Regions from separate parts of the Oryctolagus cuniculus genome. Here all the other regions are linked to region 2. The links are chromatin contacts, called in public Hi-C maps. All regions are on one chromosome and are shown on one strand. The core of a region is the stretch at or near the end of the contact, and the rest is flanking DNA. Distances in the headings are between cores, read along the strand shown. Region 1 has its middle 26 kb from the start of RBFOX2. Region 2 overlaps RBFOX2 (RNA binding fox-1 homolog 2). Region 3 holds the start of APOL3 (apolipoprotein L3).

Region 1 (4,130 bases), core at 1,522-4,021, 140 kb after region 2:
TGCTCATTGTCTCGTGCCTCCATCCAGTCCAGTGCACACTCCTGGAGAGCAGAGACACCGGAAATCTGCATCTCCGACACCCAGAAGGGGGCCTGGCCCAGAGCACACACTCAGTACTCACTGTCAGCGACCACTCGACAGCTACGTAAGTCTTCACTTGCAAAAACATTTGGAGGCCGGCGCCGCGGCTCACTAGGCTAATCCTCCACCTTGCAGCACTAGCACACGGGGTTCTAGTCCCGGTCAGGGCGCCGGATTCTGTCCCGGTTGCTCCTCTTCCAGGCCAGCTCTCTGCTGTGGCCAGGGAGTGCAGTGGAGGATGGCCCAAGTGCTTGGGCCCTGCACCCCATGGGAGACCAGGAGAAGCACCTGGCTCCTGGCTTCGGATCAGCGCAGTGCGCCAGCCGCAGCGCGGTGGGCCGGCCGTGGTGGCCATTGGAGGGTGAACCAACGGCAAAGGAAGACCTTTCTCTCTGTCTCTCTCTCTCACTGTCCACTCTGCCTGTCAAAAAAAAAAAAATGTTTGGAGAACACTCATCTCCCACGACGTACTCTGTGTCTGATGACACCTTGCACAGTAGCTAACATTTGCTGAGTTCTTCAAGTTAATATTATAATGCTGCCTCTAAAATCTAAATCAAATATTTATTTGATATTTATGTGAAAGTCAGACAGACAGACAGAGATGGATCTGCCATCTGCTGGTTCATTTCCAAAATGCCTGTAATAGCTTGGGCTGGGCTGGCTGAGGCCAGGAGCCAGGAACCCGATTGGGTCTCTCATGGGGGTGGTGAGAATCCAACTGCTTGAGCCATCACCTGCTGCCTCCCAGGGTGTGCGTGAGCAGGAAGCTGGAGCCAGAAATAGAGCCAGGACTGGAGCCCAGACATCCCGGCAGGGACTGGAGCCCAGACATCCCAATATGGGCTGGAATCCACACATCCCAGCACAGGCTAGAACCCAGACATCCCGGCACGGGCTGGAGCCCGGACATCCCAGCACAGGCTAGAACCCAGACATCCCGGCAGGGGCTGGAACCCACACATCCCGGCTGGAGCCCAGACATTCCAATATGGCATGTTAGTGGCCCATAGCAGCACTGAACCACTAGGCCAAATGCCGGCCCCAGAGATCTTTTTTTTTTTTTTTTTTTTTAATTTATCCATTTGAGAGGCAGAAAGAGTTAGAGAGCGCCCATCCACTGGTTCATTCCCCAAATGCCCTTAAACAACCGGAAATCGGCCAGGCTAACGCCAGGAGCTGAGAACTCCATCAGGTTTCCCGTATGGGTGGCAGGAACCTCACCTGCTACCTCCCAGGATGCGCACTAGCAGGAAACTGGAGGCAGAGTGGAGCTGGGTATCCAACCAGGTACCCTGATACGGGATGCTGATGTCTAAACCAGTGTGTTAACCGCAAGGCTAACACTCACCCTTAATGTATTTCCAGCATACTCTCATGGCCCCTTCCAGCAACCTAACGCAGATATCATTATTCCCATTTTGCAGATGAGGAAAACTGAGGCAAAGAGCACTCAGTAATTTGCCCAAGAGCATACTTGGTGGCAGAGCAAGAGTTGAAACAAGCAGCTTGGCCCTGTATAGGCCACATTCTTTTTTTTGACAGGCAGAGTGGACAGTGAGAGAGAGAGACAGAGAGAAAGGTCTTCCTTTGCAGTTGGTTCACCCTCCAATGGCCGCCGTGGCCAGCGCACCGCGCTGATCCGATGGCAGGAGCCAGGTACTTACCCTGGTCTCCCATGGGGTGCAGGACCCAAGCACTTGGGCCATCCTCCACTGCACTCCCTGGCCACAGCAGAGAGCTGGCCTGGAAGAGGGGCAACCGGGACAGAATCCGGCGCCCCGACCGGGACTAGAACCTGGTGTGCCGGCACCACAGGCAGAGGATTAGCCTAGTGAGCCGCGGCGCTGGCCTAGGCCACATTCTTAATCCGAGAGGACCCTAAATATCTAATGGGTTGGGCCACAGGCTCTAAGGGGCTTCCAGTTCTGTGGGTCTGTGAGCTCAGATTCTACCTTTGTACGAGATTCACCGGTTGGCTAATCGGCAAATTTATTTACTCATTAAATATTTACTGGCTGTTTGCCCCACACAGGTTCTGTGCGGGGAGCTTCCCAGATGTCGTCTTTAATCCCGAGAGGGAGGAAATACAACACCCATTTCATAGATGGAGAAAAGGCGTCTCACAGAACGTAAGGACTGATGCAGGCTCCCAGAGGTGAGAGCAAGGACCGGATGGGAGCCGCCGCTTGTTTGCAAAACTCCAGCTCCTTTTCTGACCCCAGCCTGCTTCTCCCATTCACAGCGCCCCCTCCCCAGGTTTCTGAATTCACTGAGAACGCCTGGAGGGGCAGGGCTGGGGGCTGCCTCTGACCTCCCGCAGGGGCTCCAGCCCGAGGGCACCTGCCCGGTCCAGCGCTGGGGGAGGAGAAGAATTCTTGCGCCCTTTCTCCTGATCCAACCCCCCCGCCGCCCCAGCCTGCGAGGCCAGCGTCAGACACGCTCGTCAGCAGAGAGGCCAGGCCCGCGGATGCCCAGGGAGCGGGGCAGCGCGGCCTCGAGCCGTGGCACTGGGCACGGGCCACACAAGCACTGCTGTCCGTCCAGCCCGGCACGTGGGCGGGAGACCGGGCAGGGACAGCGACGCGTGTGCCCCGCGCTGGCAGAGCAAATGCGGGCGAGCCATGGCCAGACTCCCGGGTGCCAACGCTCCAGGTCCCCACCCAGCTCTCGACAGGAAGTCCAGCGTTTTCCTAGGGTTTTCCAAGAACGCCCAGCGCGAGGACACGTGGCCGGCGAGGGGCCTGGAACCGAAGCTCGGTAGCGCCCCCTGCAGGCGCGTTCCCTGCTGGGGGAGGGGCGGGCCCTTCCTTCTGCTAAGGGGCGTGGCGTGCCTGCCTCTCCGTGTAGCCCCGGGGCGCCTGCAAAAGCCTACCTTTCGAAGGGAGAGGAGGAAGTTGCCGCCTTGCCTCTGTGCTACCCGCTGTCCCACAGCGAGGCTCCCGGGCCCCCAAAGGGCACCGCTTTCCCGTCGCAGGTGGCGGTTAGCCCACTTCCTCCACGGAGCGCGGGCGTGGGCGTCCACCTGCCTGGCGATGTGCTTGGGACGTGCAGCCTGGTAAGCTAGGGGTCCTCAGAGCAGCGACCTCAGTGAAGCCCGAAGACCCTGGAGTTTGTGCAGCCAGCGCAGGGCGGGAGAAGCAGGAGACGGAATAACTTAACTGTCTTCTGTGGCAGCCACTGGTCTCCTGCGGAGCCTCAGGACAGTCACGTGACTTGGCTGCTATTAGCATCCCCACTTCACAGTCGGGAAACTGTGGCCAAGGAAGGTGAAGCAACTCATCCCACTGCGGGTGATGGCGGAGCAGGGGTCACACCCAGGCCACCGAGGCAGGGGCCCGAGGGGAGGGCAGCCCAGCTCGGGCCCTGGGGACTGTTTGCTGTATCTCTCCGTCCGTCTGTCCACCTCTTGCTGGTTATGCATCTCCAGTTGCTGTACTTGAACCCTGACTGGTACGCTGACCAAAGACCAGGCAGCTGCCTACGGGGAGTGGTGGAGTTGACACACCTCTCTCCGGGAAAGGCTCGTGCAGCCCTGGGGAGGAGGTCTGGCCTGGGTGTGGCGTGAGTGTCCCCGGGGGGTTCCTGTGTTGCAGTGGAGCCCCCACTGTGAGGTCAGAAGAGAGGTGGACACTTAACTCAACATTGTGTTCAGAGACGGGGCTTTGGGGAGGTGATGGAAAATAGATGGGGTCTTCAGGGTGGAGCCGCACGCTGGATCCTGGCTTTGTAAGAAGAGGGAGAGGGGGGTGAGTGAGCCACCTGCTAAGATGCTGCTTCAGGCATCCGCATCCCAGATCCGAGGGCCTGGGTTCAAGTCCCGGCTCTGCCTCCACTCCCAGCTCCCTGCTCACGCACACCCTGGGAGGCAGTGGGTGGTGGCTCAACTGCTTGGGTCCCTGCCAGCCACGTGGGAGACTCAGCTGGAGCTCCTGTGACAGCGGCGTGGGCACGAGCCCTTTCACAGAGAGGAACCGAGCCCCGCGCAGATGAAGGGGTCGCCTCCGTGGTCCAAGGGTGGCGGGTGAGGCTCAGGGTTCAAGGACGGG
Region 2 (4,168 bases), core at 410-2,909:
CACACATACACACACACACATAGCTCTGCCTCTCAAATACACACACACATACACACACACACACATAGCTCTGCCTCTCAAATATACACACACACATAGCTCTGCCTCTCAAATACACACACACATACACACACACACACATAGCTCTGCCTCTCAAATACACACACACACACACATATAGCTCTGCCTCTCAAATACACACACACACACACATACACACACACATACACACACATAGCTCTGTCTTTCAAATCAATAGACTTTTTAAAAATTAGATTGTAGGGGGTAGGGCAGCAGGGCAAAAAAAAATTGGACTGTAGATGACAGTATGACTGTAAATTTACTAAAAACTATTGAATAAGTACACTTATATTGAGTGAATTTTAAAATTTATTTATTTGAAAGGTGCAGTTACAGAGAGGCGGGGCGGGGGGGGGGGGGTCTTCCATCCACTGGTTCACTCCTCAGGTGGCTGCAATGGCCAGAGCTGTGCTGATCAGAAACAAAGAGCCAGGAGCTTCTTCCAGCTCTCCCGTACAGGTACAGGGGCCCAAGCACTTGGGCCATCCTCTACTGATTTCCCAGGCCATAGCAGAGAGCTGGATTGGAAGTGGAGCAGCAGGGACTCGAACCAGCACCCATATGGGATACCGGCACTGCAGGTGGCAGCTTTACCTGATATAACACAGTGCTGGCCCCTGGGTGAATTTTATGGTATGAAAACTATATATCAACAGAGCTTTTTAAAAAGCATTGCCAAATACAAATACTCATATTTATATATATTCTTATAGATATTATTTACTTTTAATACATGTATATGATTTAGTCATCTCAGGGAAAACAAGTATATAAGAAATATAATGTAGGGGCCGACGCTCTAGTATAGCAGGTAAAGCTGCCACCTGCAGTCCTGGCATCCCATATGGGCACTGGTTCGAGTCCCAGCTGCTCTACTTCCGATCCAGCTTTCTGCAATAGCCTGGGAAAGCAGTAGAAGATGGCCCAAGTCCTTGGGCCCTGCACGCGCGTGGGAGACCCAGAAGAAGCTCCTGGCTCCTGGCTTCAGATCGGTGCAGTGCCAGCTGTTGCAGCCATCTGGGGAGCGAACCAGTGGATAAAAGACGTCTCTTTCTCTCTCTCTCTCTGCCCTGCCTCTCTGTAACTCTGCCTTCAAATAAATAAATTTTTAAAAAATAAATATAATGTAATAGTATTTTATCATTTGGCTATAAAAATATTCACACAGTTAAAATAATGTAACTGTATGCAATAATAAATCAATAATGAATGTAAGCTTAACAAATAAATGACTTTACTTGGAGTGTGTCTGTAAAACTGTTCATTTCTCATCTTCAACAGTTGGAAGCCAAAAGACAATGCCAAAAATTGATAATTGAAAAAATAACAAAATAAGCATGCTATGGAGGTACATGGCAGCAAGCAGCAGAAGAAAAAAAAGGATCTTTGTAGGGAAGAACAGCTTAGAACCTACTGGTAGAATGCAATGATCTCAAATGCAAGAGTCAAGTTAGAGAGAGGCCCTGCGACACCAGCTGCTGCAGCACTCCCCAGCCCTTCCTCCACTAGAGGGGGTTAGGACACCACCACAGGAGGACCTGAACCAGCCAGGCAAGAGAAAAGCAACCATTTGCGCAAACGCTGGAAGTGCAGACCTGGTAGGAAGACAAGAAAGCGACTGCACACTTCACATAATTTATCAGCAGAGCAGAAGCATGTTTAGTTTAAACAGGAGCAGAGAGAAAATCTCTATAGATTGTAAAATACTGTAAGGATGACATTTTACTTCTGAACCAGGCGCCAGCCAGGACAGCTTTTAGGATTGGGATGGGACGGGGAGATGGAGCGTAGGAAAGTGACTCAACTGTGTGAGATTTCCTTAAGGAGAGTAATTATTAGAATAACATCTTTTAAAACTACAGGTTCAATCCACTAGTGAATTCAAGAAATTAATTTTAGTCAATCATCAGCCACAATCAACAATTTTCTGAATGGAACAGAATGGAAAATATCTCAGCTCTTAGAACACAAGGTAAGTGTTATCTGGTAAGACCAATCAGATAGAGTCTGAAAACATGACATCACTTTTTTCTTTATATTTGAAATACAGAAAGATAAACTTGACCAAAAACTGTTTTAACAATCAAGATAGGACAAAAACTTGATACAAAGAAGTTATCCTAACAACTTTCAGGTCATACGAAGACTTTCCATGTTGCTATATTTGTTAAAGATTCCATACATCTGATCCCGTCACACCAGCATCAGAGAACGGGCACTAACAGAAAACTACAAAGGGAAATACAAGACACTGAGGCTGAAAACCCCAAGTTCAACTCCAATTCTACCACTTACTACCGATGTGAAATAGAGAGATTCATTTAAAAATTTCTGTGCCTTGGTTCTCTGATCTATGAAAGAGGAGTAACAAAGGCCATGCCGCATGGTAGAGATCAAAAGCAAATATGCATGGAAGTACTTTGTAAACGGTACCAAGTAGACACTTGACACCAGTTTTGCAATTTACTACCTATTTATTTATTTATTTATTTATTGACAGGCAGAGTAGACAGTGAGAGAGAGAGAGACAGACAGAAAGGTCTTCCTTTACCGTTGGTTCACCCTCCAATGGCCGCTGCGGCTGGCGCACCACGCTGATCCAAAGCCAGGAGCCAGGTGCTTCTCCTGGTCTCCCATGCGGGTGCAGGGCCCAAGCACTTGGGCCATCCTCCACTGCACTCCCGGGTCAGAGCAGAGAGCTGGACTGGAAGAGAAGCAACCAGGACAGGACCAGCGCCCTGACCGGGACTAGAACCTGGTGTGCCGGCACCGCAGGCAGAGGATTAGCTTATTGAGCCACAGCGCCAGCCACAATTTACTAATATTCAGTTCCATTGTTGACTCAACACCTGAACGCTAGCCAGAGTGCATGCTCCTCTCAACTCCAATGTGAATGGCAATGTCTGATCCTTTACATTCAAGAGGCAGTGCAACATCCCTTAAGAATTGAACTGATCGGGGACAGCACTGTAGCGTAGTGGGTTAAGCCTCCTCCTGCGGCACTGGCATCCCATATGGCTGCTCCACTTCAGACCCAGCTCCCTGTAATGGGACTGGGAAAGCAGTGAAAGACGGCCCAAGTGCTCTGGCCCCTGCACCCACGTGGGAGACCTGGATGAATTCCAGGCTCTAGACTTTAGTCTGGCTCAGCCTGAAACTGCAGCTATTTGGGGAGTGAACTAGTAGATGGAAGACCTCTGTGTCTCTCTCTCTCTCTCTCTCTCTCTCTAACTCTCTCAAATAAATAGATCTTTTTTTAAAAAAGACTGCAAGTTATTAAATGTTAGAGAAATCAATGAAATAAAAGTTAGATGGGGGCAGGTGTTTGGCACAGCAGTTAAGATGCCATTTGGGACCCCTCCATTCCAAACTGGAATGCCTGGTTCGAGTCCCTGTTCCTTCACTTCTGATCCAGCCCCCTGCTAATGTATACTCTAGGAAGCAGCAGGTGATGGTTCAAGTATTTGTGTCCCTGTCACCCACATGGGAGACCTGGATTGAACTCCCTGCTCATGGTTTAGGCTTGGCTGGTCCTTGGCTGTTGCAAGCATTTGGGGAATGAACCAGTAGATAGAAGATCTGTGTCTCTGTCTCTGTGCCTTTCCAGTAAAATCAAAATAAATACATTTTTTTAAATTTCCTTGAAAACAACTCTAATTTTAATTCACTGAATACTAATGAGTCAAGACACTAAAATTTATGCTCTATCAAATTAGATATGGGTGAGGCCAGTGCTGTAGTTAGTGGCTGTCCACCTGCAGCACCAGAATCCCATATGGGCGCCGGTTTGTGTCCCGGCTGCTCCTTTTCTTCTCCAGCTCTCTGCTATAGCCTGGGAAGTCAGTGGGAGACAGCCCAAGTCCTGCATGGGAGACCTGGAAGTGACTCCTGGTTCCTAGCTTCATATTGGCTCAGCTCCAGATGTTGCAACCATTTGGGGAGTGAACTAGCAGATGGAAGACCTCTCTCTCTCCTTGTCTATAACTCTACCTCTCAAATAAATAAAGCTTTAAAAAAATTAGACATGGGCAAAAAACTGGGGAAGAAGAACCACAAAATCTAGACAGTTTCACCAAGACTGCTTTGA
Region 3 (4,192 bases), core at 22-2,521, 180 kb after region 2:
GGATCTGAGAGGCCAGGGCGCCGCCAGCTTCGCATCTACTCCTCTTTCCCACGAGCCCCGCAGGCACCGCGGTTCTAACAGCTGCACCCGCCTTGTTCCTGCTGCGCCACCGCAGCCCGCAGCAGGCCTGGGCCTCCGCCGCTGGCGAGAGGCCGAGACTCAGGGAGGCCAGGGGAGCCCCGCGCGTGGCAGGCCGAGGGGGCTCAGCCCCGGCCTCTGACTCTGCCTGGTGCCCGAGAGTGCAGTTTTTATCAGTTCCACCTTCTGGCTTGTCTCTGCTCCTGCACACCCAGAGGGCCACGCACAGGCCCCCACGGGCATCACGGCCGCGGGGTGGCCTCTGCACTTCCAATGACAAAGCCATGATCACGTGACGGACACCAGGCAGCGTCCCACCCCCCTCGCTGCCCACCCCCGGCGTCTCCTCCTCTGGGGACACACAGGACACCCCGGTTTTCCTCCACCACCCCGCAGGCCTGCAGGGAACCCCAGCTGAGCACCAGGAAGCACAGTCCTGCTATGCACCTGCTCAGCCCCCCGTTGTGGGACCCCGGGCCAGTCACGCCCCTCCCAGGGCTCAGCTTCCCTGCGGGGCCTGGCCCAGTGTGGGTGCTCAGAGCCAGAGTGGATGAAACAACCTGGGCTCCTTGTCTCTCGGGAGAAGTCCTGTGTTGTCCCTGCCAGGCCCTCCAGGGCAGGCAGTCTATGGTCACCTGCCGTCCTCCCCCCCATGCCTGCCTCAAACTTCCCAACAGGACAGGCACCCCCAATGTCCCCCTTCCTTCTGGGGTCACCCAGCCATGTCTCAAGCGGTCTGGAGTCCAAGTTCAGCCAGGAGAGTCATGAAACTTTCCCCTCCGCCCCCAGCAGTTTCTCTCCCTTCTCCCTCTCTCCACACTGTTTAGGGGCTCGGGGGAAGCGGGGAGCAAGAATCCACGGCAAGAATCCGCTTTCAGAGCCGTGTGGGGATGGAGAGGAGGGGGAGTCGCAGTGTCCCCGGCTTACCAGGCAGTCGGCCCTGGTCCACTTGTCCCCGCAGTGTGGTTCTGGTACCAGCCGCGTCTGTGTAACGACAGATATGCCTGCTGTCCCGATGTACCTGTTTACCGGAAAGGGAAACCGAAAGGGAAACCGAAGCTTCCAAGCAGCTCCTGCTCATACCAACACAGCAAACACACCGTGTGCCAACCAGCCTCAGCCCAGCCCTGCTGCTCCCTGAGAGAGGCCACCCTGGCCTGCCCACCCAGGCCTTGCATCCTGGGGTCGGGGACTACTGGGCACCAAGAGTGCTACCCAGGGCAAACTGGCGCTGTCACCAGCGCCACCTAGTGGAAGCTGGGAGGGCCAGCAGCCAGGGGCAGCCGGGCTCAGACAGGCTGGGGACTAGGAATGCGCCCAGTGCTCACAGCCCCGAGTGGCCTGCGGAGTTGAAGGGGCAGCCGACGGCCTGGCCACTTAGGGGCCGGCCGCCAGCAGCAGCCCGTGCACAGTCTGACTGTCTGTCCTCAGCTGGGAAAGCAGGCTCTGAGCAGCAAGTGCCGACTTAGGGCGGCTGAGAGCCCAGTCCGAAGATGCCAGCGTCAGACCCATAACCTTCATCTTGGTGTTGGAGATAAGAGCAACATGTGCGCACCTGTTTTCAGTGTTATTTTGTTTATTTGAAAAGCACAATGACAGAGAGAGAGAGAGAGAGAGAGAATCTTCTCTCCGCTGGTTCATTCCCCCAAATGGCAGCAACAGCCAAGGCTGGTCCTGTCCGAAGCCAGGAGCCAGGAGCTTCCTCCAGGTCTCCCACATGGGTGCAGGGGCCCAAGCACTTGGGCCACCTTCTGCTGCTTTCCCAGGCCATTAGCAGGGAGTTGGATCGGAAGTGGAGCAGCCGGGACTTGAACTGGCGCTCTGATAGAGGATGCTGGTGTTACAGTGTTGGCTTAACCGCTTTGTCACAGCGCCAGCCCCGTGTGTGTTCTGTGTTAATACAATGTCCAAGAGAATCTGACACGTCTGCAGAGCTAACGGCAGCCTCTGGATTTAAATTTCTATTTAAAGTAGGTAACTGAGGGGCCAGTGCTGTGGCGTAGCCGGGTAAGCTGCCACTTGCGCTGCCGGTATCCCATGTGGGGCCTATTCAAGTCCCAGCTGCTCCTCTTCCAATCTGGCTCTCTGCTAATGGCCTGGGAAAGCAGTGGAAGATGTCGCAAGTCCTTGGGCCCCTGCACCCATGTGGGAGACCTGGGAGAGGATCCTGGCTCCTGGCTTCAGCCTGGCCCAGCCCCACAATAAATAAAGTATCTTTAAAGAAAAACAGAGGCGATCGGGTCTCCGATGGCGGTGCCTGTGTTCCGGCGGAAAGGCCGTGAGACTCTGAGCATGTTGCAAAGAAGACTTAGCCCGGAATCCAGACGTGGCCTCACGTGGAGGCAGCAGCCTCACGTGACAGCGACAGCAGCAGGCAGCCCAGGACCCCGTGCCAAGAGGCACCACCAAGCTGCAACCCCCACCGGGCATCCCCAGGAGCTGAAGACAATGGCACGAGCAGGACGTATACCACGTCCACGGTGGTGAGTGACAGCCTAGGCACAGCGCCGCCCTGATGCCCGCCCACTCACGGGCGGAAATGAAACCTGGGCGACCCGTGCGATAGGAAAGTCCTCAGCCTTGTAGAGGAAGGGGCGCTGCACCTGCTACACATGGAAGACCCCGGAAGGCATCCTGCCACGGGAAACATTCCACTTCCACGAGGTGCCAGGGAGCAGGGTGGGTGCTGCGGGCTGCGGGGAGCGGGGGCGGGGGCGGCACTGGATGGGGGCAGAGTTCCAGCTGTGCAAGATGAGAGAGAGGCGGTCTGTGATTAACTTCTATCCCAAATAAAAATAATTTGTAAAGATTTTATTTATTTATTTGAAAGTCAGAATTACACACAGAGAGAGGAGAGGCACAGAGAGAGAGAGAGAGAGAGGTCTTCCATCCGCTGGTTCACTCCCCAGTTGGCTGCAACGGCCGGAGCTGCGCTGATCCGAAGCCAGGAGCCAGGATCATCTTCCAGGTCTCCCACGCAGGGCCATCTTTGGCTGCCTTCCCAGTCCCATTAGCAGGCAGCTGGATCGGAAGTGGAGCAGCCAAGACTTGAACCAGCGCCCACATGAGACGCCAGTGCTGCACGTGGCTGTTTTACCGCTATGCCACAGCGCCACCCCTACCTTGCATAACCACAGGAGGCGGGCACGGTGCGATGCAGGGGCCTCCGCGGTGGGCCCTGCTGGAGTTTGGCCAGTTCTTGCCCGCGCTCATTTTGCTGTGTTCCTGTCGGGTCTTGGGCCCCTGGTCCCACACGCAGACCCCCAGAGCCGCCCCCACAGGGGCCAGACTCTCCCATCACCATGAAGCAACCCCCTGCCTCCCTGCACAGCTGCTCCATCCGGGCCCCCCACGCCCCGGCGCCCACCAGTGTCCGTGCCGTCCCTACAGTTGGGTTGCTTGAGAACATCCTCCCAGAGGTGGAATTCTGCAAGAGAGAGAGGACGCAAAGGCCAGGCCAGGGTTGCCGCCACGGGACGGACCTCCCACGAGCCAGGACGCTGCTGCTGAGCTGGGGGACCACGGAGCTCCCTGAGAAGCCATGAGCAGACTCAACAGTGCGGGTGGCTCATGGGCGTCAGCCACGAAAGCCCACGCAGCCAGGCCACCTGGCAGGTGGGTGGTGTTGCTCCCACGGGTCGACCAGGAGTCCGGTCTGCGGTGTGGCTGCCACCCCAGGGCACTGATTTCTGCTGCGCTCTTTCTTGCACTGGGCTTCCGCCACCTGGGTGCTGAGGCTGAGTCCAGGGTGCTGTGTGCACAGTCAGCCATCACTGCGGTCCTCCCACTCGCTGCTCTGCCCTGCCCTCGTTGCCCCCACCCCGTCACCTCCTTCCTCCCGAGAGGAGACCCTTGAATGAAACAGGCAGCTTGTCAGCCCCCAGCCCCTGCCAGCACCTGCATGGGGAGGTCGGGGGTGCCTGGCCGAGAGGAGTGGGGCTGACACTCGGGGTCTAAGGCCACCTTGGCTGTGCGGGCTCCGCCCTGTGGTCAGCTGCAGCGGCTGGGGGCGGGGCTGCCAGCGAGCCCGGCAGCCTGCGTCCAGCAGGGGAGAAGAGAACGCTCCTCCACCTGGGGCTGCTGGACACCCCCGCTTGTCTTGCCCACCTCCTGC

Evidence for each region. A called contact is a pair of places that touch in the nucleus more often than the background predicts.
Region 1: a contact with region 2 is called in a Hi-C map of liver, with 10 times the contacts expected there. The contact joins two enhancer-like sites. A contact is called at or near these places in 6 of 6 Hi-C or Micro-C datasets (ear pinna, embryonic fibroblasts, liver and 3 more).
Region 3: a contact with region 2 is called in a Hi-C map of an unstated tissue, with 4 times the contacts expected there. The contact joins the promoter of APOL3 here to the enhancer-like site in region 2. A contact is called at or near these places in 2 of 6 Hi-C or Micro-C datasets (ear pinna and an unstated tissue).

Annotation. Positions count from the first base shown.
Region 1 is chr11:113,520,945-113,525,074 of mOryCun1.1, forward strand. No RefSeq gene overlaps it. Among named protein-coding and RNA genes, the nearest start is that of RBFOX2, 26 kb to the left of the region's middle. Within about 2 kb of position 2,772, at least 2 of the 8 cell types and tissues checked have an H3K27ac peak or open chromatin away from gene starts, as enhancers often do.
Region 2 is chr11:113,382,367-113,386,534 of mOryCun1.1, forward strand. The region is part of intron 2 of RBFOX2 (RNA binding fox-1 homolog 2); the gene reads right to left. Among named protein-coding and RNA genes, the nearest start is that of RBFOX2, 110 kb to the right of the region's middle. Within about 2 kb of position 1,660, at least 1 of the 8 cell types and tissues checked has an H3K27ac peak or open chromatin away from gene starts, as enhancers often do.
Region 3 is chr11:113,559,473-113,563,664 of mOryCun1.1, forward strand. APOL3 (apolipoprotein L3) reads right to left here and starts at 1,272. Exons shown (of 3, transcript XM_008257088.4): 1 at 1,006-1,272. The coding sequence starts at 1,159.